Linked DNA regions of Aedes albopictus: region 2 is linked to region 1. Evidence: chromatin contacts called from public Hi-C data. All regions are on one chromosome and are shown on one strand. Each heading gives the region's core, a stretch centred on a gene start, on an enhancer-like site or on the middle of the called end of the contact. The rest is flanking DNA. Distances are from core to core; before and after follow the strand shown.

What was found. A called contact is a pair of places that touch in the nucleus more often than the background predicts.
Region 2: a Hi-C map of whole body shows a contact between it and region 1, with 6 times the contacts expected there. The contact joins the promoter of LOC109411128 here to the promoter of LOC109411133 in region 1. A contact is called at or near these places in 2 of 3 Hi-C or Micro-C datasets (embryo and whole body).

The regions. Positions count from the first base shown.
Region 1 is chr2:287,074,296-287,081,556 of AalbF5, forward strand. LOC109411133 (oxysterol-binding protein-related protein 9) reads right to left here and starts at 2,487. Exons shown (of 15, transcript XM_029872961.2): 1 at 2,207-2,487. The coding sequence starts at 2,314.
Region 2 is chr2:287,259,795-287,267,055 of AalbF5, forward strand. It overlaps LOC109411128 (electron transfer flavoprotein-ubiquinone oxidoreductase, mitochondrial), which reads left to right and starts at 2,551. Exons shown (of 5, transcript XM_029872969.2): 1 at 2,551-2,705; 2 at 2,809-2,984. The coding sequence starts at 2,954.

The DNA of each region.
Region 1 (7,261 bases), core at 1,237-3,736:
ATTTTGGTGACATTTTTTGAGAAAAAATATTTTATTCTCGAGAATTTCATATTTGTTTCGAATTTCCATTAAAAACTGTTTTGAAAGCATTGTATTTAATTTGTTGTGTTTTCAACGTTATATTTTTTGAGATATTTAGACATTCATCTGTTTATTTCTACCAAACTGTTTCACATTCATTCAGTTTTTTTATATCACTTTTCAACACAACTTCAATAGCTTTTTTAACAGCATACTTCCTGAAGTTTATAACTATCCTGGAGTCCTCTAAGAAGCCTATTTCCGTGAAAAGTTCATTCAGTTTTGTGCGTACCACAGGTGCTTTATGAAATTTTCAAGATATTAAATCGAAATATTTCATAAGTAGATCTGTAGTAGTTAATTGCAAAAGCAATTGAGATTGGTAGGGGCTGTTTTTCGAATTAGTTGCTCTAATAACAAAATCTATCTTATCAACCTTAACTTTCATCAACTTATGTTGATTCGGGGGCACGGACTATGGAAAGTAGGCTTGGAATAGCCAATTAATTATTAAAAAAAAAACATAACTAAGACAAACAACTTGTAGCTATACAGCTAGATTTTCACAGGAACCATATTTATTGATGAGATCAAGTTTTAAAATGCAATGCTCAATATTTTTTGAAATGGTTGATTTGGTTGAAAACATATTTGGAAGATAACTTGAGACATAGTGAGAATGCTGATGGATTTAATAAAACTTCTACAGAAATTGTGATTTTTGAAAATTCACACAAAGCTTCCTATTTTTATTTCTTATTTTTTAAGCTTAAATTGGGAAAAATATAGAATAATATCTTAAAAGGGGTATGAATTCCCAGGAAAAACTATTGTAAACATTCAAAAGAAAGTCTGAACAAATCTGTATATGGAAAAATGCTACAACAGCAAAAACATGATAACTGTGGGGTGTGAAAATATGTGTGTTTCTGAGATACAGTGCATTAGTTTGAATCTTGTTAAAAACACCATATCATTCCTTCCAGCCTTTGGCCAATTTGCCGCTCCTCTGAGGCTGGCGCCCTTGGCGGGGGCCAACCCGGCCAACCCCACGCTACGGCTCTGCATGTAATCAGTCTTTTATGGTCCGCTTCGAAAGGGATATGCAAAACTTGTTTTGACGTGCATACGATTAAAACACTTCTGCGTTCGTGAAGTAAAAATGAGCATTACGATGAGGATCCTCAGATGTTGGTCTAGGATCAATAGCGAATCGCACCCTTAGATTTAATTTACTCTGTAGAAGCTCAAAGCCCTTCGTTCCTTTAAACTTTTAAGCTCACTATCACGGGTTAATTTAAATAACTTCCTACCAATTGACAAATAATGCAGCTATATTTCTGGTATACACATTTTTGATAAGGATCTTGAAGTCATTATTAACTCTCATAATCATTGCAAACTTTCGGGAATAAACTTTTCATAGTTCTCAGGAGTTTTATTTTTCTTGGCAAATCACATTTTCATCGCAATTTTTAAGAAGTTCCTTGTAAGACATCCGACAAATTTGGTAATTTGGTGTTAATTACTAATGATATACCTCGCAAATGTATTTCAACTTTCAAACTAGACCTTGTGACTACAGCTAATAATTTGAATAATATCAGTCAACATCTTGAATATTTTTTGGTTTACGTATCTGTTAATTTAAGTTTAAATCACTATCTTGATATGAATTAAGCTAAACAGAAGGCATTTTACTACTTGATAGGATCTAGTTAGAGGATTTTTTAGAATGCCAACAATTTATACATGAGAATACCTTTGAGATAGTCCATAACCAGATAGTTTTAAGGATGTAAGTTTTGTTTGAAACATTGTGGTAGTTTTTATACCAATGATTCATATTGACGATTTTAAATGAAAACATATCATGTGTATTTATTTGAATATTGGCCTCGTTAGAATCGAGTCACGTTCGCTTGTATGATTGGATATCCTTGAGCACCTGACCGACCTTAAAAGGGGCGGGGGTAATGTTTATTTTATGTTCCCATTGAGGAAGACAGTGTTGTGATGCGTCATTACTAATGTTTTGACTAACACTTCCCACCTTACCAACGATAACGACTCCGGTAACGGAAGAATCATCGGCAACTTTCGCATATCAACTTCCCCGGCGTGAAAATGGCCGATAACAGGCAGTGATAAGAGAGGGATAACGCAAAACAGTGTTCGTACATACCGTGTAGTAGGACAACAGCCCCGCATACTCATCCAGCACGAACCAACGATACTGCCATCCCTTCATTACGTTCGTCCACTTGGAGAGGGTGCCTTCTAGCATTGCCATTGTTGCTGGTCTGCTCGCTAATCCACCGCTTTTTCCCGCAACGATTCACTAAAATTTACCCGACGAAATCACTGGAATTTCACACAATTTGCGCAAGCAAAACACGACGCGATTCGAACTCGGACAAAAATCACACAAAAACTTGTCACCCGACGTCAGACGAGCGGCGAGAAACGTCAAGGTTTGTTGTTGTTTTTGTAACCAGAAAGCAGTGGCGTTGTGAACTGGAGGATCCCCTGGACGGTGCTCGAACTGTAGTTTACAATGCTTGAAAATGAAAAAGTGTGATTCACACAACACTGGTGCGGAAAATTTGCTTTGAAATCGATTGGCAGATGATCGGAAAATATGAGAATTATTTCACTGTGGAGTTGGTCGGCACTTGGGTGGGTGATACGTCAAATTGAATCAGAAAAACCAAGTACATTGCTATTGCGGCGAGTATCTGAAATGTAAATAATTAATTTCAATGCTATTAGGTCCGAAATTAGGTCTTCACGTTAATGTTCAATGCTCGGTTCAAAGGTTGCCTGAATGATGATTCACCTATATATTATAATCTTATACTATAATTATACTAATTATATATAATAATCTTATACTATAATACTTACTGATGCAAACAACGGCCAGTCAAAATGAAATAGACCACACGAGAATGTCACGTCCCGCATCTTTATCTGTAGGCCAAATGTAGACAGCTGAAACACATATCAAATTATTGTTTTATTTAGATACTCTCAATGGATCACTAAAATAACTAAAACGGCCGCTATGAAATGAACAGATAGCGCCACCGTAGCCTTGTTTGTTTGACGTAACTCCACTGCTGTCACTGTGTTACCGTCCATATACGGTGGCGCTTTTGTTTTGATGCGATGAGTAGCGGAAAAGTCGGCTTCAATGATCCATTAAAGACTAAAGACAAACAGAACCTGGAAACGGAATATTTAATCAAAAGTTAACAAAAATAATTAATAAGCAAAAAGTTAATAAAAATAATTAATAAAAAAAAGTGAGGCACATGAGCATTATTATGAACATTATGGAACACTTTTTCATGATGCAATTGAACCAGTGTTAAAATATGAGCCACTGATAGATATGTCAATACCGTATTAACTAATAGTCCTACATGTACGCCAAACTGGGCCGTAATCCAAATTTTCATGAAATTTCGTGCCCGGGAAGCATCCAATTCAAACTTAATCCAAATCCAATCCAAATCCAATCCAAATCCAATCCAAATCCAATCCAAATCCAATCCAAATCCAATCCAAATCCAATCCAAATCCAATCCAAATCCAATCCAAATCCAATCCAAATCCAATCCAAATCCAATCCAAATCCAATCCAAATCCAAATCCAATCCAAATCCAATCCAAATCCAATCCAAATCCAATCCAAATCCAATCCAAATCCAATCCAAATCCAATCTAAATCCAATCCGAATCCAATCCAAATCCAATCCAAATCCAATCCAAATCCAAATCCAATCCAAATCCAATCCAAATCCAATCCAAATCCAATCCAAATCCAATCCACATCCAATCCAAATCCAATCCAAATCCAATCTAAATCCAATCCGAATCCAATCCAAATCCAATCCAAATCCAATCCAAATCCAATCCAAATCCAATCCAAATCCAATCCAAATCCAATCCAAATCCAATCCAAATCCAATCCAAATCCAATCCAAATCCAATCCAAATCCAATCCAAATCCAATCCAAATCCAATCCAAATCCAATCCAAATCCAATCCAAATCCAATCCAAATCCAATCCAAATCCAATCCAAATCCAATCCAAATCCAATCCAAATCCAATCCAAATCCAATCCAAATCCAATCCAAATCCAATCCAAATCCAATCCAAATCCAATCCAAATCCAATCCAAATCCAATCCAAATCCAATCCAAATCCAATCCAAATCCAATCCAAATCCAATCCAAATCCAATCCAAATCCAATCCAAATCCAATCCAAATCCAATCCAAATCCAATCCAAATCCAATCCAAATCCAATCCAAATCCAATCCAAATCCAATCCAAATCCAATCCAAATCCAATCCAAATCCAATCCAAATCCAATCCAAATCCAATCCAAATCCAATCCAAATCCAATCCAAATCCAATCCAAATCCAATCCAAATCCAATCCAAATCCAATCCAAATCCAATCCAAATCCAATCCAAATCCAATCCAAATCCAATCCAAATCCATTCCAAATCCAATCCAAATCCAATCCAAATCCAATCCAAATCCAATCCAAATCCAATCCATGTTCTGATAAAAGTCACTGCTTTTTTGACGCCCAAGCTTTGAATAATTCATTATTCTCCTGAAAGGTTTAGAAATGTTCGGTTTCGTAGGGGAAAAGCACTAATCATCGTCACTGCTCTATTCTTCGCCCCCTCAATGCAATTTCAATTTTTCATCTATTTATCTTTCAAATATGTATATACCTTTTCGATTATCGCATCGTTGAACGTTTTCTGTTTGCTTCTTATGATCTGATGTACCACATCGCCAGAGCTGTGCAACACATCGATGGTGCTTGACGCCGCGTAGATGATAACCACTATTGTTACCATGTAGTAGATAATCCAAAATCCGTTGGCAGCCGCCATCAATTGAAATCGAATGGATGTAACGTTGAACGCTCTGGGAAGTAAAACCGATTATTGATCACCCAAACACAGATACAGATATTTTATGTCATTCAAATCAAGACCTCAGAATCTTTAAACTATACAAAAAACATAATAAATAAAACATAAATATTTTATAAATAAAGGAATAAATATAATAAAAAAAATGAATAAATAATCAAAATACATAGAGCATATAAAGTCAAATATTTAATACTGTAGAGTGAGCATAAATTTGAAAATAATGAAGCTACGACAAAATCATATAGGGTGTTTTGGCATTATCTTACTTGTACATAGCGAACAGTCCGAAAACTAGAAAAAGAAACATTGCTGCAAAGTGAAGCATTAATTGAAAAGAATACGTCCGATTAATCAGTACAATGCTTTCACATGCCGAATAATGCAGGCTAGACATGTTTTCTATAAAGGTAATGATCTCCGAAGAAAGCGAATGACGACCAACTTTGAGTTGCTTCAAAAGACTGAAAAATAAAATAGAATATAAAAGTATGATTATAAAGAAATTCTGAGTCCCACCAACATTTTACTATCATTCAACGGATCGAACAAAATGCGTAATGTATCGGCGAACGTTCTGACATTTGTAGGCTCCGGTTTGACCATTTCCTGTGGTTCTTTAGTCTGAATTTTTGCTTCCTTTAATTTCCCGTCGATGGTGAATATTTCCTCGTAGGCAATGGTTGGCGTTGCGATGGTCAGATCGCCACGGTTATGCTCAAAGTCTTCGAACAGAAGCTGCTTCAACAGTCTATTAACAATGGCTACTCGTGCTTTTACGGTAAAAGTGAAGAATATGTACTCCGTTACGAATACTAACGAGGTCATGTTCACGATGTAGTACGATGTGTAGAGAAGCTGAGTCTGAATTTGCAGCTTGAATGCAAGCAGGTAGTAGTATCCGAGGATCACCAGCAACAGAAATATATTTTCTGTGAGAAATATTACATAGAATCGACTAAAAGAAGATAATATATTAATATTGTTGCAAATTTTGATTTGAACCTAACATGTACTTACATTTGACCTATTCTATATTGAACATTAACGTGAAATTCGTTAGCTAGTCTTTGGTTGACATCATTTAATACTTCTAAGATGGTCCATTTCTTCTTCCTCAGAATGATATTCGCAATACTCATGACGAGCGCTGAAAATATTCAATAAGCATGCGTAATGTGATGCTTTAGTTTTCTTATAGTCTTTCTTAGTAGCCATTCCATAGAAAACCGATAAAGTGCAACTCCGATTGTCGTGAAACTTGGTGCGTTTGTAGTTCATCGAAAATCATTAGAATCGTATTTGTTTTTATTTCGTCATTTTTAGATAGGATAATCAAAAAAAAAAGGTTTTTAAAAACTAAAAAAAATGCAAAAAATATAACTTTGAACTAGTTTACCGATTTGAAACTTACATTGCATTTTTTTTTTGTGTTTAAAGGGTATTGAATTGTAGTTTTTAGGAAAAATATGTTAAAAGGTAGATTCTACTACTGGAACCATATTAGTTTGTCAATCAACTGTTAAGGTTTCCCGTGTAGCTGCCGGCTTTTTTTTCTTCTAAACCATAGGGGGATAATCTGCTCAACAGACACCCTAACAGAAGGTTAGGGTAGTGTAGGTCTGAGGCCGTCTTCTACATCAAAAGTTAAAGCCAGGACTACTCTCTCCTCGTACCCACTAAACCATTCCTATGGTCGCCAAACCCTACGTCTCTTCGGAACCACGAAGGTATTGCTTCAGAGGGGGTCTAGTGCACATCACACCCTCAAGGTTAGCTGCGTAGCCTAGCAGCAACGAACATCGATTACTCGCTCTGGAGAGTCCATTACGGTAACATGCTGGCGCTTAGCCAGTTTCCCGAGTGGTCTTCGCCACTCCCTTTGTCTTCGGAAGGCGGGCAGGGTCAACTCCGCCCGCGCTCAACTGCTTTGCAGACATCAAGAACTGATGCCCACGTGCAACCCGGTCTGACCTGCTGAAGGCAAGGGTATCACTACCCTTCAGGCCCTATCAGTCGCAACAGAAGGTTGCTGACAGCAGGGTCTCCATCTGCCCCGACCCTTGCCGGAGGCTCCTTTCCAACCGCGGGCTCAGATCTAACCCAGTAGACCGATGCCACAACAGCACCGCTACCGGGGCTTCCTCTCCGCGGCCACTTAATCGCTGTAAGGGTCGATCTCGACCGCAGGGCACCGGTACGACCTACGAAGCCAACTCCGAACCCCTGGACCACCTCTTGTACTGCATCTGGACTAGCCACTCTCCGAGTCCACG
Region 2 (7,261 bases), core at 1,301-3,800, 190 kb after region 1:
GTTCCTCCGGGAATTTCTCCAGGAATTCCTCCGGGAATTCCTTCAGGAATTTCTCCGGGAATACCTTCAGAAATTCCTCCAGGAATTCCTCCGGGGATTCCATCAGGAATTCCTCCGGGGATTTCTCTGAGAATTCCTTCAGGAATTCTTCCGAGAATTCCTTCCGGAATTCTTCCGGGAATTCCTCAAGGAATACCTCCGGAAATTCCTCCAAGGATTCCTCCAGGAATTCCTTCGGGAATACCTCCAGGAATTTCACCGAGGATTCCTCCAAGAATTCCTCTAGGAATTCCGCCGAGGATTCCTCCGGGAATTTTTCCAATAATTTCTCCAGGAATTCCATTAGGAATTTCTCCAGAAATTCCTCCGGGGGTTCATTCAGAAATTTACTCGGATGTTCCTTCAGGAAATTCCTCCGTGGATTTTTTCCAGTAATTCCTTCCGGCTATTCCCTGAGGATTGCTCCAGGCATTTCTCCAGGGAATCCTTAGTGAAATTCCTCCGGGAATTCCTCGGGAATTCACCTGAGGAATTTTCGGATGAATTTCTAGGGGAATCTTTAAAGGAATTCTAGGAGGAATCTCCACAGAAATTTTATATGAAATTTCCGGAGGAACTTCCGGATTAATCTCCGGATAAATTCTTGAGCAATCCTGGAGGATTTCCTGCAATAATCCCCGTAGGAATAACTGGAAGAATTGCTGGAGGAATTCCTGTACGAACTCTTGCAGGAATGACAGAATAAATTACAGGAAGAATCGTAAAAGAGCTCTAGAAATATTATAAAAGGGAATTTCTGAAGAAATTCCCGGAGAAGTTCCTTAATGAATTACAGGAACAATTGCTACAGGAATCTCTGGAAGAATTCCTGGAGGAATCCCAAGAGAAATACCCGGACCGATTTCTATATTAATCTCCGGAGGGATGCCTGAAGAAATTCCAGGAGTTTATTGAGGAATCAAAGGAGAAAATGCTGTAGGGTTCCCCGGAGGAATTTCTTGAGGGGGCACTCCTGGACATTTTCGCTTGTGATATTCGCAGCAGATTTTCTCTAACTGCAAGTGTTTACAAAATTTGTTGCTTACCACTGGTGCGTTTTGTTCGAAACAAACAAATAAAAAACAACACAACACTTTTGACATATATGAAATAGCAATCGTTTCCTGCGCAACTATCGGGCGCCTAAATTTGTGCGCTCGATGTTTCCCGAAAGCCTCGCTGCTTTTTTACTAGCCCGGTTAGTAGCCCCCGATAAGGTATAGCGCTATGATACTGCGCTATGTAATTTAGTTTAGTCGCGCACCGGTAAAGGTGCTCTAATGCAAGTTTTAGATTGTTTGCTCCCTTGTTTGCTCCCCTAGACTAAACGATGGGTTCTTTATGGGTATCCAGGTTATTTCATAATCGGAATCCCCGCCCAAAAATTTGCCGAAATCCTACATTCCATGATTTTTTGTGCCCGGGAACTATTTTTAAAATGCACTTTAAGTTTTTATGGGGTAAATTTTTTGTTCGAGATGAACCACAGACAAACAGACGTAACACTTGCGAAATTTTCATCGACCACGCTTTTAACGATCATTTTAAATTTTCATAGTTGTGGTTTTCACAACCAGAGGCACGCGCATCGTTTTTCTATGCGTTTGACGTTTCACACTAGCGCCTTCTGTTGACGATATTGCACAACACAGTGATTCGTGCCACTTTTTGTTCAAGGTGTTACATCTGTTTGTCTGTGGATGAACTGTCATTCTATCCACAAAAGTAAAAACTATTTTGTTTATTCAACCGCCAAAACAAAGTTATGGAACGCAATAAAATCACGTTGTACTCAGAAAAATGAGCTCTTTCGGTTAGGCTAGAGACAATAGCAATATTTTATTCACTAAACAAACTAATTGGCTTCTTTAATGATGTTGTTAATTCGATATTCAGAATCTGCATGTCAAACTGAGCTGAAATCCAAATTTTCATGAATTTTGGAGCCCGGAAACCTATTTAAAAGCAATTTGTCGAATCACCTCGTCGCAGTTTGTTCTGAGCGGAGCTGTCAAACAGTTGTCCAGCTGTCAAAAGATGTTTCAAAAAAATCTCTTTGATATTGAATTTAGGTACCAAAATAAGGTTCTAAAAATCTGAAAAAAAAATCATAGTGGTTCAGAAAAAGGTGCTCTTTCGTATAAAATCAAAAAATTAATACATTTTTCATAATTTTAAAACCCAATTGGGTTACTCATTTCCTATAGAAAATGGTTGGTTTACCAAAAAGGTAAGCTAATTCTTTCAGATTTGTCTGAGCATGCCATTTGTAGTTTGTATGGAAATTGCTATAGAGAAGTCAGCTTTAAGTTGCATCTCTTGAAACATTTCTCCCAGTCATATTAAAAATAAAACGTATATGCAGAATATAGATCATGTCCCAAATCCATTTTTACTAGCTGCGGACTAAGATTATTCACCCTAGATCCATCTTCCACATGTTCGTTCCACAAACGTTCCCTACTTTTCCGACGCCAATGTTAACTTCGTGAGCAAACTGTCATTCCACGTTTGTTGTTGGCTTTGTGTTGTTCGAGTAAAATCAGCTTGCAGTTCAATTTATTCTACTCGTACTTCCAAGTTGTTCAGTTAATTTCTACATGTTATTTGTTATATTTTGTCCGTTTCTTAGTTAGATACAAGTGTTGTCCCAATACAGTCATACAGTGAGCATCATTTATTTATAGGTGTTATCCCGGAATTGGACTTAGTTCCAAGTCCATCAAACAGATCCTAAAAGTGTCTTCCATATCTGGTGTGTCTGTATAGATTAGGTGCAAAGTTTATCTCTCAGTCGCGGTACGTTGCGCGAAGGACAGCAGCTGATTTTGTTTTGTGAAACGAATATTATTGCTTGAATGCATAATTTGCTCTAGTGTTGTTATATAATTGATTTAGTGATAAGGATTCAATCATGGCTAGGAACATCCTACAGCTGTCGAAATGTAAGTATCAATTTTACTGAATTTTTTGATGTTTTATTTTTAGTTAAATATGGGTCACTACTTTTTTTAAAGTAATTATGCATCAACGAAAATTTACTTTAAAATACTGCTGGAAAATGTGCTTCTTTCGTTGTAAATATGGCTTTCTTGTTTGCGTCATAATATACCGGTGATCCCTAAGCGTAGATTTTTTTTTGGACTTTGACCCGCACTTCTTGGCAACCTATACGTTGTGTACCTATAATTTATAATAGATACAGTATACAGATATTCGACATTTGGGGAAAAAGGATCTTAAGGGGTATGTACACTTTTTTATTAGTGAACAATGAACGCATTTTGTTAGTTAACAGCCAATTACTTTCAGGACATAAACATAAATTCTGCAAGCATTCCACAATTTTTGGAAGGGAGGCAAAGATGGTAGAAGAGGCTTAAATTGTTAAATCATCAGATTTTTATAGATGATTGAATTGAAGCAGTGCTTAACTAATTACAATTGAGACATTTGCTTGAGAAACCTGGTGGCCACCTAATCAGGAAAACCTGCTGCGTTTTGTTGCAACTTATTCCGCTAGATATGACTACGTGGGTTCATTCTCAAATTGGTGTTGCTTTGAGGTTACCTATGAAAAGCTGAAGCATGCAGGGCTGAATTATAAATGTTAAACATTCAATAGGCGTCAACTCAAAAGTGCCCATGCTTAAAATCACTACTAAAAATAACAGTCTGTTTAAAAGAAAGGAAAATCACTTATGATATTGGTAGTAGCTATAAAGCCAATCACTGTGATAGCATAACTCGAAAGACCAGTTCATCTTCATATTAGAGGAACTGTTCTTGATTTTATGCATGGAACTAAAAATTAACCTAAATAGGTCTCCAGTTAGCCTAGTGGTTAAGGCTATGGATCGCCAATCCGGAGACGGTGGGTTCGATTCCGTTCCGGTCGGGAAAAATTTCTCGACTCTCTGTGGGCATAGTGTATCATTGTACTTGTGTCCCAGTGGAGACGTCGAGCCACAAAGAAGAAGAAGAAGAAGTTTTTACATTTGAGTACATTTTTTGCGGGTTTTGGTGCTGGAAAATATTTTCAAATATCTCGTCGAGGAGTTTCTAGACGAATTGTTGAAATGGACTCTTATGAAATATTATTTGGATTCATTTCTGTTAAACCTTTTATGGAATTGCAGCATGAATTCTTACACCCTTAGAAAAAAAATATGCGTAATGGTTGCCATTTTTTTCCCCTGGGATTGGTTTATTATTTGGAGCCTGAATTTTTCCTATCGTTATTATACAGTTTTGTTCAAGTATTTTTGTTGTTTTGTTGCAGAAAATTATAAAAATGTCAAAAGATGCTGAAAGATATTTTTCGGATGTGCTAGGTTGTTTAAACTGTCCTTAAGTTTACATATGAAGTCTACGGGTGTAAAATTAACTTTTACATCTTGATGATGATTAACCTGGGCTTGTTAGGGGAATATCTGTAAATAAAAGAAAATCGGGTTAAGTACGGTTCCTTTGAATTCCACTAAGAATTTGCATCCTTTGACAGATACGTATTTCGACCTCAACTGTAAGGTCGTCTTCAGTGTCTTGTACTTGACTCGAGTCAAGTACAAGACACTGAAGACGACCTTACAGTTGAGGTCGAAATATGTATCTGTCAAAGGATGCAAATTCTTAGTGGAATTCAAAGGAACCGTACTTAACCCGATTTTCTTTTTTTTACATCTTACAAAGCTGCGCCATCAGTTGCGCATACAAAGTTTAGCAATCAGTTGCGAAGTTTTAAGTCAAGAAGTTAAAAATATAAGAATCTACAGCAGCTACAGTTTATAGCTTATATAAGCAGCTAGAGTAACATAGTATCAACTGGGCTTATTGGAGGTGATAGAATATTGACAAAGCCTTGAGATACTTTCAATATATTCAGGAGTATCCAAACTGTTCTGAAATCCAGAACATGGATTGAACAGTCGTTACAGTAACTTCAGTTATTGCGGTTTTGAGTTACGCCAAATAATCATCCATAATGATTGTATCTCCCGGAAGCTGAAGAGGCATGAAAAAATATTTACAGGCCTTCCTGTAGGTGCAGGGAATACATGAATCTGATTTTTTTTAGTTCTAATATTCCCATCATGTAATTCTGCTTGATGTTATAATACAATGCATTCACTCATCTTCACTGAGTTTATTGGGATGTAGACACTCATGAGAAATCAGGACATTCACCTTGCTTAGCTTATACTAGAATACCAAATGAACCTGGGCATCAAAGGTAATTAGTTCCGTTTGCGATTTATAGAGATTTATCAAATATCAATTATGTACTTTGAAACCCATGTGGGATCAGTAGGCTTTAACTTATATTTTAGATTATTAGGAAACTTTACAGATGTAAGGCTTGTTATGAGAAGATTATAGTTACTGGAGGTCGTTTGGTTCATATTCCAAGTACAGAGAATATACATAAGCTGAAGAAAAACTGTGGTCAATCAGCCATGTGTAATGAAAGTCGTGGTAGAATGAATATACCATTTTGTGGCAATGGAGATTATTTCCTGCAATTGGAAATGCCTCAAAATACTACAGGTAAATCTTCAAAAAGCTATATTGGAGCAGTAATCATTCTATAGACCGTTTCAGAAATTATAAATTCACCTTGTTTGTTGAATAAATCGAACTATTCTATATAGTGATTTTAAACTTTTTTTTCTACAATACAGTATAGTGTGTTCAATATTTTCACATTGAATTTCAACTGGCGTTATACTTTGTTTACTTTATGCTCGAAATGTTTATTTGAACAAAGGTGTTTCAACATTATTTTTTACTAAATTTTAAAAAAAATCTAACTCTTCATCATATTTGTCATGCCAATAAGTGGTCCGAGAGATGCCTTAATCAAAATTAGGGAAAATCCATGAAGCCAACATTTTTATGAGATCGTGTAGCTCATCCTATCCTTCAGATGTCAAAGCCTGTAATGCTGTCAAAATGAATTCACTGCTTTTAAGACATACCTTTGTTTTACGTTTGTTGTAACTAGTGTAATTAAAAATATTGGTACAATGTTCTTTCCTGCATTATGAAGTACCGTTAGTTTTCGACATTTATGTCAGTGAAAATAGCTTTTAGCTGTTAAAAAGCATATTTTCTTATCGATACAGCTATTGCCGTATTTTATGGCTGTGAAATATTTCGTTTACGTAATTTTGTATACTTCGATGTCTTATATTATTGGGCCGTTTATTGCAACTTCCTTTGCAGGGCTCTGTTTTCTTCGTTTACACGAAACGTCAACAAAGTTGGTATTGTTTGCTTCGTTAGAATATAACTTATATGACCTAGTAGAAATTTTACTGCAAATCGCACTCAAACGGAAACGACAATCAATCGTTAGTGTATTTATAATTGTTATAGTAATGTTTACGTTTACTTTAACAACAAGTACTGTAAGAACTACAGACCTTAGAATTAACTCCATAGCAGTTTGAAAATTGGCCCTTTTTGACACCCACCCACCCCTTCGTAACATTGTTCATATGGGAAGAAAAATGTTTTGTTCGAGCTGTAACACCATGAAGTACACCCACCCACCCCCTCCAGCGTTATGACATTTGTGAACAAGCCCTCAGGTAACATGGTTGGTTATGTATATTTACTAAGTATACACTCCCGTTCAAAAGTTTGGGGTCACCCCCTCAAAAACATGTCATTTTTTTAGGCCCATATCTCCGCCAATTTGCGTCCGATTTCAAAACCCTAGGTTTCATTCAAAAGATAATAAGTCAAAGAAACTTTGAACATGATTTAAAAGAAACTTTTTCAAAAAATTTTGTATGTAAGCTTAACCCAAAGTTGCCAAATTTTCTAAAAAATGAATATAAACTTACGGCAGTGTCGCTGGAAGTTGGGTCGACCAAATTTTAAGAAGAGAACGGTAATATGACCCATTTTCTATTAGCTTTCAACTGCTTTTTACAGAACTTTGCTATAAAATCTAGAAAAAAGTTATTAAGTAAATTAATCTTTGATGTCATCGACCAAAAGTTTGGGGTCACCCCTCAAAATGCTGTATCGGCCAAAAGTTTGGGGTCACTTTGGGGCTGTTCATAAACCACGTAGACCAAAATTTGGTCATCTCAGACCCCCCCCCCCCTCCCCCCTCGTAGACTTTTGTCCATACAAAAATTTTGAAATTTGTATGGAGCGTAGACTTTGGCCAGACCCCCCCTCCCCCCAAAAAGTGACCCCAAACTTTTGA